Linked DNA regions of Rattus norvegicus: region 2 is linked to region 1. Evidence: chromatin contacts called from public Hi-C data. All regions are on one chromosome and are shown on one strand. The core of a region is the stretch at or near the end of the contact, and the rest is flanking DNA. Distances in the headings are between cores, read along the strand shown. Region 1 has its middle 82 kb from the start of Lmntd1. Region 2 holds the start of Rassf8 (Ras association domain family member 8).

Evidence for each region. A called contact is a pair of places that touch in the nucleus more often than the background predicts.
Region 2: a contact with region 1 is called in a Hi-C map of liver, with 2.2 times the contacts expected there. The contact joins the promoter of Rassf8 here to the enhancer-like site in region 1. A contact is called at or near these places in 2 of 12 Hi-C or Micro-C datasets (the A7r5 cell line and liver).

What each region holds. Positions count from the first base shown.
Region 1 is chr4:180,043,048-180,047,738 of GRCr8, forward strand. No RefSeq gene overlaps it. Among named protein-coding and RNA genes, the nearest start is that of Lmntd1, 82 kb to the right of the region's middle. Within about 2 kb of position 1,849, at least 2 of the 93 cell types and tissues checked have an H3K27ac peak or open chromatin away from gene starts, as enhancers often do. A contact at or near this core is called in liver, where this site is marked.
Region 2 is chr4:180,448,038-180,452,728 of GRCr8, forward strand. It overlaps Rassf8 (Ras association domain family member 8), which reads left to right and starts at 2,710. Exons shown (of 5, transcript NM_001191753.1): 1 at 2,710-2,791.

The sequences.
Region 1 (4,691 bases), core at 599-3,098:
TGTCTGCACGCCGTTCTGCTGTAGCTCACATATGTAATATGCATATCTGAAAGCTCAGAGGCGGCTTGGCTGTGTAGCAAAAGGCTTTGCTATTGAGCCAGCTACACTGCCGTTACACTTGTGCTAGCAGGGTCCTGGAGTGACTAGTGAACTAATGGTTAGGTTAGCCATGAATGCAACTGTTTAAGTGGCAAAGGGTGACCCTGAACTCTGACCGTCCTGCCTCTGTCTCCTGAGCTGTGTGCCAACACTCCCAGTTCAGGGCGTGCGCCACAAGTACTCTACCAAATGACCCACATCTCTGGTCTGCTAACTTGTAATCAACCACAGGGCTGCCTCTTGAGTCCCATAGACGTAAAAATGGCCTCTCCCTGTCATCCATACATGCTAAATCCCAGAGCTCTTTCTGTGTTGATGCATGACTTGAGTTTTGTGTGTTGCCAAGTGAGGTGTGCTCCTAACTCTGGGTTACAATATTAAACTATTTTAGGTTTTACAAAAAAACAAATTTACAAAAAATTCCAGTTGTCTTAAAAAGAAAACCCAATTATTCCTTCAAAGTTATGCCTTCTTTCACACACTATTTCCTTTAGGTAATTTTGTTCTATAGACCAATAGCCCAAAGGACATGCTTAGTTAGAATTACCGTGGAGTGAGACATTATGGCATCAGGACCAAACCGACTCTTACTGCCATATTATAGAAGCATCGTGGGGCTTGCGGTTTACAAAGAGGGTCCCTCGGGAAGCCACAGGGCTGCCTCTTGAGTCCCATAGACGTAAAAATGGTGTGACTTGGTCAAAGTTATAGTCAGAACTGTTTCAAATTCGGTAGTGGGTTGGTCTGGTGGTGTTTGTATGCTAATGTTAAATAGTGGCTTCTCAAGATGTGGTGGCCTTTCAAATGACTCTAGCTTGTGCGGTGTCAAGTCCACATAATATTAGCCATCACACCATCTGACTCCCGAGTTAACTCCTCAGACAGTAGAGAATATTACCATTATAAAATCAGAAATGGTGGCTGTAGGCTGAATACTAACTGCTTTTATATTGTATACAGGGCAATACTTTGGAAATTATATTCAGAAAATATCAATTTCACATGATACATGTAAGGTAAAGTAAATAAGAAAGGACCTGTAACCAAGCCCATTCTGGAGATGGTGGCTCAAGTAGAGTTGTTTGTGTAACTGAAGGAGTCTGCAGCCTTAGAGGGAGCCATTCACCTCCGTAGTCATTATGAATCACGTCCTCATGACAGCTTTCAATAAAGAGCCAAATGAACAAATAGGGACATTTTCTGTTTAGCGTGGGGGCCCTATCTGGGCTATCCTTGGGCTCAGGGAGGTGCGGAAAGAGGCTCTTGACACCCTGGGACATTGTTCTATGCTAGGTATTGCCACCGCCACTTTCTGGCATTTTTAAGAACTGTTGCTTACCTGTCAAAGTAGCTAATTAGTTTTAGGAGCTTCTAATGCCTTTGGTTATTGTTTATACATCTAAAAGATACATCTGGAAAGATAAAAGGTTTTCTTGTTAAGAGATTTTCCAAATACGGTGTGAGGACTTGGGTGTGCTCCACGATACCCAAGGAGCTTTGAGCTAGTGGTACAAGCTAATAAAACCCAAAGTCACCCTGGCAGAAGCCAGTGCAGCCTGGTGCCCCCATTCCTGGCTCATTCTGAGTTCTAGACCACCCAGAGCAACACCTCGAAGTCTACAACACCAAGGTTAAATATTTTCTCTTTGGTTGGCCCAAGGGCGGAGTGCAGCTTCCACAGGCCCATGTTACCAGGTAGCATTCTGTCCCTTCAATAAAAACTCCACGGAACGAAGTCCAGGGCTGCATTTACTCTTTCTCTACTTCCTGGGTCAACATCCAAGGTCCACTTTCCACCGACACTTGCTGCCTTCAATCTTCTTCCTTGTGGCTGCTGCCAAGAACTCCAAAGCCTGTCGTTTCTTTTTCCTTTTTCTTTTCTTTTTTCAAAAATAATTTTATTTGTCTTGGATATTTTAGGTATTTACATTTCAAATGTTATCCTCTTCCCCCGTCCCATACTCCCTCACCTTCCCCCTGCTTCTATAAGGATGTTCCCTTTCCTACCCACCCACTCCCACCTCACCGCCCTGGCATTACCCTACATTGGGGAAATGAGCCTTCACAGGACCAAGGGCTTCTCCTCATATTGATGCTGGACAATGCCATCCTCTGCTACATGTGTCGTTGGCGTCATGGGTCCCTCCATGTGTACTCATTGGTTGGTGGCTTAGTCCCTGGGAGCTCTGGTGGGGTCTGGTTGGTTGACATTGTTGGTCTTCCTATGGGGTTGTAAACCCCTTCAGCTCCTTCAGTCCTTCCCCTAACTCCTCCACTGGGTCTGTGGGTGGCATGAAACTCCTCCTTCTTGCTGTGCTGCCTGGATTAGATTAGATTTTATTTTTAGGAGTCCTAGGTTTGAGATAGCTTTGGCCATAAAGTCAGGCATCCAGCTAGCGTGAACAAAAGATTGTTATTTGTTCTGCCCCTGACTGATATAGGACCAATACCACCAACAAAGTCTTGTTGGAATGGGTGTGTGTCACTGTGGACATGGCCTGGTTGGAGTAGGTGTGGCCTCATTGGAGTGGGCGTGGCCTTGTTGAAGTAGGCGTGACCTTGTTGGAGTAGGCATGGTCTTGTTGGAGTAGGTGTGGCCTTGCTGGAGTAGGTGTGGCCTTTGCCCATTGCCCCTGTTGGGATTGTTCTTAACAATTTTAAGATGATATGTTAATCAAAAAGATTTTTTTCCAGGATCATAGGGACCTTACAAGAAAGGTTGAGACATCGGGGATAATGAGCGGTGGGGATCCATTGCTCCCTAGATCTGAGGGTGGAAGAGACCACATTATGGGGGAGGGGGAGGTGGGGTCTTCCAACAACAGCTCTGGTCAATGGTGGACCTAGCAACAGTCACGGCAGGCTGATACGCCAAAGCTTGATGTGCAAAATCAACACCCACTGAAGCCGGGAAGCAGAGGGCAAGGGCTTGCGTAGGCGCTGCAGTCCTAAGGCACAGAGCAGGGAGCTCAGAGCATGGGGGCCGCTGAGAACGACAGCCTACTACCTATACAGACCAGGAATAAAAGTGGGAATTTAGAGCCAAATAAGTCTCCTTACTTATCAGGAAGATCAAGGTAATGTCTAAATGTGGGGGACACCTTGGGAAACAACGGAGATAGCATGGAAGTTATTTTAAATGCGAATGGTGGTGAAAGGTACCTGGGTATACTGCATCAGCATGTGTCGGCCTATCAGAATATACGCATCAGCATGTGTCGGCCTATCAGAGTGTACAGATCAGCATGTGTCGGCCTATCAGAGTATACGCATCAGCATGTGTCAGCCTATCAGAATATACGCAACAGCCATGTGATCCTATCAGAGTGTACACACCAGCATGTGTCGGCCTATCAGAGTGTACGCATCAGCATGTGTCGGCCTATCAGAGTGTACACATATGGGTCTCCCGTGCGATCCTATCAGAGTACCGGGATCACCCGTGCGATCCTATCAGAGTACGGGGATCACCCGTGCGATCCTATCAGAGAACCGGGACCACCCGATCACCCGTGTGATCCTATCAGCGTGCATGCATCACCCATGCGATCAGGATTTCATTTTTTTTTTTTGTTTTCATCAGAAAGTTAACGACTTTTTTTTTTATACAAGTCCTTGTGAGTGTTTTATGGGAAACCATTTTTTAATATGTATTTAATTGTTTGTGGACACAGAGCACTGCGCGTGCATGTGAGGTCCGAGGAAAGTCTTCTCCTCCCACCACATGGGCTCCAGGGACCAAACTCCCACTTGGGTGGCCTCTTCACCCACCGAGCTATGCTGTTACCAGAAAATAATGGTGAGCTCACAAAAAAGCGACAATTAAAACTAAAAACTAAAAAAGAAGGAAGACAGGTAAAGGCAAAGTAATTTATGCTCGCAAGGCTGATGACCTGAGCTCGACCCTTGGAGGGAAGGACTCCTGAAAACTGTCCTCTGACCTACAACCCTCCCTTAGTCAAAAATTAACTATAAAAAAAGATTTAGTGATTTTTTTTGTATTTGTATATGCTGGGATTTTTTTAAAAATTAAACATATTTTTGTTTCTTAAAGCTCTTCAATTTTGTAAATGTTTGTATTTCCTGGAGAGGGCGCACACCCATGATCCCCAGGCCCTTCTGGGTTCTAGGCCTCCTAATCTGGGGCTTTGTTACAGCCGCGGTCCAAATTGTTGTGATTGTAACTGGTCACATTGTAAATTCTCACACCCAACTTTGTTGCTTAAAAAGAGAGAGATTGGGGCTGGGGATTTAGCTCAGTGATAGAGCGCTTACCTAGGAAGCGCAAGGCCCTGGGTTCGGTCCCCAGCTCCGGAAAAAAAGAACCAAAAAAAAAAGAGATTATTATTATTATTATTATTATTATTATTATTATTATTATTTTAACTGTACATGCCTGGGTATGTATATATGTGCCTGCGTAGAGCTCTGTGAACATGCCTGCAGTGCTTGGAGAGGACAGAAAAGGGTGGAAGAGTCCCTGGGGCTGGAGGATAGGGTGTTGTGATCTGCCCCATGTGGGCTGGGAACAGTAGGTGTGACCTCTGGCAGAGCAAAGTGTGTGCTCTTGGCTTCAGAACCCCCTTGGCTCT
Region 2 (4,691 bases), core at 1,460-3,959, 410 kb after region 1:
TTGGGATGAATGTGTGTGTGGGGGGGGTGGCGGGGGTGTAGATAGTTTTTCTTTCTTCTTTAGAACTCTTTAATTCGCGGTTGCCAGGGGTTGTGACGGTAGCATGGAGGCACTGAAAACCGGCACCTTTCCTGCTTTGTTTTTTTTAAACCCAAAAACCTGTTCTTTGCTTGAGGCAGTCCGGAATGTCAGCCCATTGCAGGGGGAGGTGCAGATAAACACAGGAATCAGGGCTCCGGACAACTGCGCTATCAGTTTGGGAAGTGGTTTGTGCTTTATCCTCCCGTGGTCATGTTAATGGTTCTTGTGATCCTTATATATTTCCATGGGGAACTTCCCCCAAACCTCAAAATTACACATGCCCAATACTCCACTTAAGAAGATTGGGCACGGCTTGACGATTCTTCTACTGAAGGAGCAGATTCAACACAGCGTAATTTGCAGTGTAGCTAATTAAATCTTTTCAAAAAATCTCCCAATCATTCATCCCTCCCTTTAAGAGCCTCAAGATGGTACTTTCCGTACTGGACTCAATTGGCCATGCAGGACTGAGATCTTTGTATGTGATCGAGCTCTGTTTCTGGGCTACAGGAGCTTTGGGGGACAGTAGAGAGCCCCTAGAGGGAGTCACGGGACTGACTGTGCAGATAGTAAGGGTTTTAGGTTAGTATCAGTGTCCTGTAGAGAAACACAGTTCCAAAGGTTCCCATGCCATTCCTGGGGTCACACTTCCTGAATTCGGTATTTTTTTTTTTTTTTAGAGCTGTTTGGAAATCGAAGATTTAGCATCCTACAGGGTTGTTGTGTCATTCCCCCCCCCCCCATTTTTGTCTTTACAGTTATTAAGCTTATGACTTTTAAAATTGTACTCCTCAGTGTTCACTTCTGTAGCCTTTGTATTCAGTGGCATGTGTTAGTGAGTGACCTGAGTGCCTTGCATTCTGAGAAATAGTTAATTTCTTAAGAAAAGGTTTCCTATTTCTTATTGGTCCTTCTGTTGTCTCATATAATTTGGGAGTAAAACTATTGTTCACCACACGGTATCATTGCTCTTTCTGTTGAGGTTAATTTTAGCAGAGTGGCTTTGTCCATTTATAAAATGTTGAGGCCCCAGAAAAATTTCAAATGTTCAAAACTTGGCAAAGTTTATTCTAGTTGGAGGTAGAATGGGGTTGAGATGTGGATAGGAAACATTAGAAATCGTAAATACAGGATTCAAGTTAAGTCATGTATCAACTACTCGCTCTTCTTGAATGTTACTTTGTTCCAGTCCTAAATGTTCTAGTGTAGACATAGTTCCTGGTGTTCTACAGACTTGGGAGGGAGGGCTTGTAGCAGCTAGCCAGGCTTGTCAGCATCCAGGGAGCTAAGAATGGTCCCCTGTTTCTCTAGCTCTGATCTAAATTCACTGCCTTTAAAATGGGGATACTACTGTTAGCTGGAAAGCCATGACGGACAGGCACCTAAGATGTGCCTGGCCCCTCTTTGTCTACAATGGCAGCAGCTCCCATTTCTTCTCCACACTTAGTCTGTGCTGTCCAGACTGGCAAACTCTCCCTTTCCTGTTCTGAACTCCTCTATCCCAGCAAGGTGTCTTGCTCATTGCATTCTGTCCATCAGCCCTCCAAAACAGTTGACCACAAAATATCTCAGAAACTTGTCTGATTTTCAGTCTCTGCCGTCGTGTTGGTTAGTTCAAGCTACTCTGACCTCTCTTAAGTCCCCTGGTCTCCTTTGCCCCTTCCTGTTTGTTTTCTTGCTGATAGCCCGAAAAAGAAAGTCAATTTTTCTACGGGCCTTCTAGATTCCCAAGAATCCTTGGAGTAAGGTACAGAATCTCCAGCAGGCCTTCCTGTCCTGTTCCTTAAGGCCCCAGCCCCTCACCCACATCCCCCAGCATATAGACCAGTTCTCCAGCAGACTGGCCCCAGGGCCCTTATCCCAGCTGCTGAGTAACCTCTCATCTGTGAGTACTAGCTGCAGAATTCTTTCTCATGGAAGTCTTCTCTGAGAAGGTCACCGTTTTCACGTCTGTTAGACCCAACTTATTTCTTCCATAAGGACAATCATCCTTAATTTGCCACAATTTATAATTGTACTATATTTTATTGTTCACCCCCCCATGAGCAATAGATAGTGCCTGCTTTACTCTCCAGTCCCTGGTATGCACAGCGGTGCTCAGGGGATAAAGTGGTACAGTGTCCATTTCTCATGTATGCCTTTGTTTGAAACGGTCTCACCGTATAGACCAGGCTGTCCTCAAACTCTCAGAGATCTACTGGATGCTGGGATTGAAGCACTCGGGCACCAGCACACCCACAAGGCATTTACGTCTTTCTTAATAGTCCTCATCTCTGTGATACTTGTGTCAGAAAAGCCAAACTAGCCTTTCTGTGTTCCAGTTTTGTGAGTGATCTGGAACAAACTTTTAGCATCAGGTAAAAACAATCCGTCTGTGGTTTGTAGAAAATGCATGCTAATTAGACACCTTTTAATTAGTGTTGCACATTCCACTTTTCTAGCTTCAGCATTGAAACAACTGTTTTATTAGCGCAGGGTTACAGAATGGAAATGTGAATTCTGCTGTGCCTGATGTTTTACAGTGTGACACAGTTGTGGGCCAGACAGATGATGTGACTGCCCAGTGCCAGATGTCCACGGAGGTTGGGGAAACTGCCGCAGGCAGAGGAGGGCAAGGTCTAAGGATGCCCACGTGTCCTGGCAGAGTGTGATATTCATCACCAGATGCCATCTGAGCCCAGTGGAGAGGAGCAACAGGAGCCACCTAGAGGTGGGGAAGTTCTTTTCCTTTCTCACTAAAACCGTTTTTAAGTTAAAGTAGGCATGACCGTCCATAGCCAAGGAAGCTTAAAGCGCTGTTGGTTTTCTGTCCTGTGGTTGCCCCGCATAAAATCCTGACTCAGTGGCCTGCAGCTCAGCGATGCCTCTGCTGCTCATGCTGCAGGTGCCTGTCTTACAATACTTCTGCTGTCTCCTGACTGTGTTTCCTTCAGTTACTACTCACCCTTAGAGCACACGTGACCCAGCTTCTTTCTTGTTGGTCAGGGAATGCACCAAGGACTTTGGATCTATTGCTGTCCTCAGAAGGGAGTCCTCTGCACACAGCCTCTCGGTCCCCTCTGTGCTGGATGGTGAACAAGAATGATTACAGACACCTTTGAGCTCCCACAGCATGCCCGATCCCATGCTAGACATAGTGAGGAGAAGGCGATAGGTCTTCATGCCTTCGTTTTAGTCAGAGAAACTAGTCCCCTTCCTTTCGCTTCATCCCACTGAAGACGGAGCTGTGCCTTCTGGAGGACCTCGTGTTTTACGTGGAGACTCAGATTCATCTGTGTGAGAGAATGGGAGTGGTTTTGGAGGGGGTCTGGCATGTGACCTGCTTTGTGCAGGACCTCTGTGCCCCAGGACATTTGTGTCACCGCTGTAGACATTATTGTGGTTGGGCACCCTTGTGATGTTTTGGTGTCTTGGGTTTATGTGCCTACTGGCTACCTAGACTTGGACAGTTGCCTGGAGTGTCTCGGCACCAATACCATTCATTTCCCGGTCCTAATGTCAGATGGAGGTTGGTTTTAGTTGTTTGTATGTTTTATACATTCAGGTTTTATCATCATGCTCAAAATAATTAATTTTAGAGCTGTCCAGGTTTATGCATTGTAGTTCACTTCACTAAGCACTCAGATTTTACTCTGTTTTAGGGGAAAAATGTAGATGTAGATGTAGATACAGGTTATAACAAGAGGGAAGTTGTAGCCACTCTCTTCCATATTTTATTCAAATAGATGTTTACATTGTCTTTCTGCTTGATTATCATTGGCTTCTGAGTGCTAAATCAAATTTATCATTAAGTATAGTAGTTTTATTATTGGAAAACTAGTCAAAATAAAATGATCCTTTCAAATATAAGTATATATTGTAAAAAATTAGACTTCCTTTATTGGGTAGATAGTCAGAAAAGTAGAGTAAGAATTTCTTGTTATTTTTCTTTAATAGAGTTGAATGGATTTTTAACATATGCAGCTCTGCTATGGAAATGCCATTGGCGAATAGGTTAGGCATAGTGGTGTCGGACTCTTAGTTAAAGCTTAGCCATTTAGGCAAGAGATTGTATTACTGGATGTATTAGAATCTGTCAAATACAAAATAGCTTATTGTATCTTAGCTTCCTTATTTTTATGTGTACAATAACTTTTCTTAACTTATTTGCTCATTTTAAATATGTCGCTGTATTATTTGTTTATTTGCTTTGTGTAAATGTCTGAGTCTGAGGACAGTTTGTAGGAGCCCCTGTTCCCCTCCTGAGTAGGTCCTCAGACTTGGTAGTGAGCTGGGCTCGCTGAGCTGTTTTGCCAGCTTGCTCAGATGAAAATTGTCATGCGCTAGGCTGCGCGTGCCTGACTGCAGTTTTACAAGCTTTGGTGTAGGTCTGTGAAGCCCTTGCCACCGCCAGCACAACAGGCCTATCTGTCCTCCTCCCCAGTGTCTCTCTCTGACAGTGACGATGTCCCAGCTTCCCCTCCTTCAAAAACTCCACTCTGCCCTCTGTCCCTGTAGCTGCCTGCCTCTTCTAGAGTTTGAGCTGAGTGGAGTCATTAATGTAATGTCTGACTCTGTTGGTATTTGTAGCAGTGGGGCTGGGGGGTAGCTCAGTTGGTGGACTGCTTCTT